2 separate regions of the Mus musculus genome follow, and region 2 is linked to region 1. A link is a contact called in public HiChIP or PLAC-seq data. All regions are on one chromosome and are shown on one strand. Each heading gives the region's core, a stretch centred on a gene start, on an enhancer-like site or on the middle of the called end of the contact. The rest is flanking DNA. Distances are from core to core; before and after follow the strand shown. Region 1 holds the start of Atp8b3 (ATPase, class I, type 8B, member 3). Region 2 holds the start of Dot1l (DOT1-like, histone H3 methyltransferase (S. cerevisiae)).

Region 1 (2,700 bases), core at 141-2,640:
GGCTAGGTTAGAGGCAGGGCTGACTACAGCCTCTTCAGGGTGTACCGTGGCCAGCATCCCTGGCATACATCCACTGTACACAGGTATCAACATAGCCCATCAGTGCCTTGTGGGCTCCCTTTCCCACTTAGGCATGACAGATACAGACCTGGCTCAACCGTGCTCACTGGTGTGCAACCTTCCCACTCCTAATCCCCAATTCAGCAATGTTTAGTTGGGCTGGAGTATACTGTGCTTAGTGTGCTTGGAAGATGCTCTTCCCAAATGCAGGAGATGTAGCTCAGTGAGAGGCTGCTGTCATTATATAGGGTGGAGGATTAATCTGCATTCCCCTACATAATAAAGCTTGAGACCAGTTTGAACTTAACTCCTGCCCTGCAGAATGAAGCTCAGACCCACCTTTTCTGAGCCTGTCCCTGATACCCCAGCCATGCCCTAGTCTCTGCCTCCCTCCCTGGATCATGACTTGACCCTTTTCTTCTTTTCTCCTCCTCCTCCTCCTCCTCCTCCTCCTCCTCCTCCTCCTCCTCCTCCTCCTCCTCCTCCTCCTCCTCCTTTTGGTTTTTCAAGACAGAGTTTCTCTGTGTAGCCCTGGCTGTTCTGGAACTCACTCTGTAGACCAGGCCTGCCTCTGTCTCTGCCTCCCAAGTACTGGGATTAAAGGCATGTGTCACCACTGCCTGGCTTGACCCTTTTCTGTTCTACGGCTGGCCTTATCTTGGCCTTGCCCGCAGAGATTCCAGATGCCAGACCCCTGCCTTTCCTCCCTGACCTCTTCCCAAGGCTTTCCTGTCCTTTCTAGTTTACCCAAACCCCCTCCCTCCTTCCTTCCTTCCTGGCCCTTGACTCATGCCTCCGCCCACAAAGCATTGTCCCATCCTTGAGATGTAATACCACGCTCACCAGGAATAGACTCCCCTGGAAGCCTGGTCTCCGCTTTTTTTTTTTTTTTTTTTGAGACAGGGTTTCTCTGTATAGCTGTCCTGGCTGTCCTGGAACTCACTTTGTAGACCAGGCTGGCCTCGAACTCAGAAATCCACCTGCCTCTGCCTCCCGAGTGCTGGGATTAAAGGCGTATGCCACTACGCCTGGCTGTACAATTAATTCTTGCTCCACCCATAAGCCTGGTTTGTAGCACAAGGTTGGCTCTGCCAAGCTCCTAAAACACGACTCCGCCCACGAGACCTGACCACACCCCGAAGACTCAGCCACGCCCACAACTCCAGGCTCTACCCTTACCCTCTGTGCCATTCAACTAGGCCCCACCTTCTCCAGGCCCCGCCCCTGTCGCCTGGTCCTATCCTTCTCCTGCCCTTAAGCTGCAGGCCTTAAGGCTCTGGTAGGCCCCGCCCCCTTCGCAATGCCCCGCCCCACGAGCCCGCGCCACCCGTTTCAGACCCGTTGGCACCAGGCTAACAGCTCCACAACATCGGCGGCCCTGGACGCCGCTGGCGGCCCGCCCTAGGCAGCCAGGCCCCACCAAGCCCGGCCCTCGCAGGTGAGCACCGATGCTCACGAGTTGTGCATCCTTGGGCGCCACTGTGACCTCTCTGTGCTCTAGGGGTCTTGGGCCCGGATGCCAGCACTTGAGACAGGAGATGGTGCCCCCTTGAGGTTCATAAAACCAGACACCGAGGTGGAGCTTACCTACAGGACAGTTTGGTGACCACTAGAGTTCACTAGGGCTGTGCGTCATGGCCGCTGGGGAATACTGCTAATGGGGTGTCTGGTGAGTGGGCAGGAACACTTTGGAACAGGAAGATTTTGGAAACTTTGAAAAACATTGGAAAGGAAGACTGAGTGCAGTAGCAATTCTCAACCTGGGGAGGGTCAAACGACCCTTTCACAGGGGCCACCTAAGACGATCTGAAAAAAACAGATATTTGCATTATGCTTCATGACAGTAGCAAAATTAGTCATGGAATAACAACAAAACCAATTTTGTCGTTGGGGTCCCCACAATATGAGGAACTTATTAAAGGGTCATAGCATTAGGAAGGTTAAGAACCCCTGGACTAGAGTGTTCCCTAGAATCAAGATCTCTTCACACATCCTTCCCACACCCTCTCCAGCCTCAGTTTTCCTCACGTGATAATCAGGGAAAAGCCCAATACCCAGAGCTGGTGCTGAGCCAGGAGGAGGTGGGGCCCCAAGATGCCCTGGGGAAACACATGACTCAGACACCAGGACTCCTTGTCCTGGGGGAAATGTGGGTTCAGCAGACATTAAGACAGTGAAAGCTCTAGAAGAGAGGTGACCAGAGGCAAGATGGGGGACACCCCAGCTGCTCAGGAAGCCCCCAGGAGGCGCATGATTCCCACGGGCCGGTCTGGGAAGTACAGAGTGAAATTTGGAGGGTGAGGAAGAAATCCACCAGGCAGGGTGGTGACAGTGGGGGGCATATGGGTAAACTGGGGGACCGATGGGGTGAGTGCTCAGGTGGTGGTTGAAGATCTGCCCCCCGGGAAGGGAGCAGGGAGGACCCATGTCACCAGGTATAGGGCTGTCTTAAGTTACCAGACCCAGCCAGGAGTGAGAGCACAGGTCTGTCATCCTAGCTCCTCCAGGAGGCTGGAGCAGAATTATGGGTGTAAGAGCAGCAGAGTGAGACCCTGTCACTACACTTAGCAATCCCAAGGCCAGATCTTTTTGTCTCCCTCCTCCTCCTCCTCCTCCTCCTCCTCCTCCTCCTCCTCCTCC
Region 2 (2,700 bases), core at 190-2,689, 220 kb before region 1:
TATTACATTTGTGAGTGGCTGTGTCTGTGCACACAGTGAGGTCAGAGAACTTGTGGAAGTTGGTACTCTCCCTTCTGCCCATGTCCCAAACATGGAACTCAGATTATAAGACTGTTGCTGAGCCATCTTGCTGACCTCAGGAGAGTTGAGTGGACACTTGTGGGAATGTTCAAGGACACACAGGGCTGCCTAATTCGAAGAGGCAGAGGACAGGTGCAAGGGCATCCCAGGACACACATGTTCCCTGGGACCCCAGTGAGGATGTGAACTCAGCAGCACCAGGGAACCCCACTGCTGTATCTTCTACTCAAAGCATACAAAGGGCCACAAGGGGACAGTACACTGACCTCCGCAGGCCCTCCTGGACTTCAGAACCCACTTGCCTCTGGCACTTCCACTTTAAGGGATAACACCTCCAGCTTTGCAGAGTCGCACCAGCTCTACCCACCAGCATGAGAGGACAACCTCCAGACTCCCTAAGTCCCCTCTAGCCATGCCACCAACATTAAGAAACAACTGCTCCAGCATTCCAATGTACCTCCAGGCCAATCCACCAACGTCAAACGACACATGAGGTACAAATTGAGATGACAACCTCTCTAACTTCTCAGGTTCTTTCAGCCGGGCACCCTGACATGAAGAAACAACTATTCGGAGCCCTCCTACCACTCCACGAACGTGGGGGGACAACCCAAACCCAAGGGCCAACCTCCCCCTGACTTCCTAGGGTTCTTTTTAGCACCTGCCCATGAACATCAAAAGGTGACAACGAGAAAGGGCATAGAGGACAATAGGAGAAGGCATCAGGATAAGAAACAGATGACTGGAAGAGGGCACGTGAGGTGACAATTTGAGGTGACAACATGAGGGGTCGCCACGAAAGGCAAGGAATCCCCGACTTCTCAGTCTCTACACCCCTGCCCACAAGGTCGGTCCAGACTCAGGTCCTCAAAGGCTGGAGACGCGGGGCTCCGGGCCGGCGGCGGCGACAACGCGACCGGCCGCGTCAGGGCAACGGCAGGCGCGGGCCGAGAACGGCCAAGGACCCGCCGCCGCCGCCGCTGCCGCCGCGGAGCCCCACGACTCCTACCCCCGCGTTCTCCGCAAGTACACTCACGTAGACCGGCAGCGGCCACGGGTAGACGGCGGGCTCGGCGCCCACAGGCGACTTGAGCCTCAGCTCCAGCTTCTCGCCCATGTCGGCGCGCGCGGCCGCCGCACCATGCTAGGCGGGCGGTTGGGGGAGGGGCGGGGCCACCGGCGGGAAGCCGGGCGGGCGGACACGGGCGGACGCGGGGCGGACGGCTGAGGACAGACGGCCCGGCCTGTGCCTCGGCCGCCGCTCCCGTGTGGCCCCAGCTCCCCTCTTTGTAGGAGTCACAGAGCCGGGGCGTCTAGAGCCGCCGCCATCTTGGGCCGGCGTGAGGAGAAGGCACAATGAGCCGGGGGGTCGGGCGGAACCACTCGGCGAGCGCGCGCGGGGGAGGCCGGGAGCCAAGAGGCGGTGCGCGCCCAGAGCCTCCGCCCGCCGCGCCGCGCGCGCCACCCCTCGCACGCCACGCCCCCTTGGACTCGCCCTCCTCCGACCGACGCACGCACTTACGCACGCAGCGGCGCACGCACGTCCTCGGTTGCCCTCCGACGTCGCCGCCAGCCGGAAGCGGGGACCCGGGGAAACCCTGCGGAGGAAAGCGAGAGAGACCAGGCGGGGTCAAGTTCAAATCCCAGTTGCACAGGCTTGCTTCGCGTCCCTTCGCTTTGCTTTGCTTTTTTCTTTTCTTTCCATTTCCTGTTCTTTTTCTTTCTCTTCCCTTCCCGTCAATTTTCTTTTTCTGTTTTTCTGGCTTTTTCTTTCTTTCTTTTTTTTTTCATTTTTCAATTTTTCCCCTTCTTTAGCTTTTCTATTTTTTCACTTTTCTAGCCTATCTGCTTATTGTTTATTTACATGCTTTTTTTTTTTTTTTTTTTTTTGAGACAGGGTGTCCCTGGCTGTCCAGGAACTCATTCTGTTGACCAGTCTGACCTCGAATTTACCAAAATCCACCTGCCTCTGCCTCCTGAGAGCTGGGATTAAAGATGTGAGCAATAAGTTAATTAATAAATCATCAGTCAAATTGGACCCTATAGGTCGGAGGCTCTCAATTAAGAGTTCAAAGCAATGTTATTCTCTGACCTGCCCAGAACTTTACAGAGTCAGGAGCCAAACTTATTTCCTTCTTAGGCCATTCCAATCCTTCTAATACTTAAGTTCCCTCCCCCCAAAACCTTCTGAGAATAAGTTACCTTGAGGTGAGCTGTCACCAGCTCACCAGCCGCTTCTGGATAGCTGCTTCTTCTTCCTGACTACATGGGAGTGAATGTAATCTAGGGGAGATGGCTCCCACCCCTCATCCTAGCGCTTGCCAGCCCCCAAAAGAAGGATCCGGAGCTAGAAGCCATGCTGAGCTACCAAGTAAATTCCGGGCCAGCCTGGGCAACTCAGTGAGCCCTCGTTCCAAAACTAAATGACGTGGTAAAAGACTCTGTAGCTTGGTGTCTCAGTCAGGGCTTCTATTCCTGCACAAACATCAGGACCAAGAAGCAAGTTGGGGAGGAAAGGGTTTATTCACCTTACACTTCCACATTGCTGTTAATCACCAAAGGATGTCAGGACTGGAACTCAGGCAGGTCAGGAAGCAGGAGCTGATGCAGAGGCCATGG

The links. HiChIP or PLAC-seq counts read pairs in DNA pulled down with a chosen protein or histone mark.
Region 2: a contact with region 1 is called in a FOXA1 HiChIP or PLAC-seq map of pancreatic cancer cells. The contact joins the promoter of Dot1l here to the promoter of Atp8b3 in region 1. A contact is called at or near these places in 7 of 39 promoter capture datasets (the C10 cell line, cranial neural crest, embryonic stem cells and 4 more), 2 of 115 datasets of contacts at active chromatin or transcription factors (pancreatic cancer cells and pro-B cells) and 2 of 9 other capture datasets (adipose tissue and pancreatic islet).

Annotation. Positions count from the first base shown.
Region 1 is chr10:80,537,814-80,540,513 of GRCm38.p6, reverse strand. Atp8b3 (ATPase, class I, type 8B, member 3) reads left to right here and starts at 1,390. Exons shown (of 28, transcript NM_026094.3): 1 at 1,390-1,498.
Region 2 is chr10:80,753,942-80,756,641 of GRCm38.p6, reverse strand. Dot1l (DOT1-like, histone H3 methyltransferase (S. cerevisiae)) reads right to left here and starts at 1,439. Exons shown (of 28, transcript NM_199322.2): 1 at 1,118-1,439. The coding sequence starts at 1,198.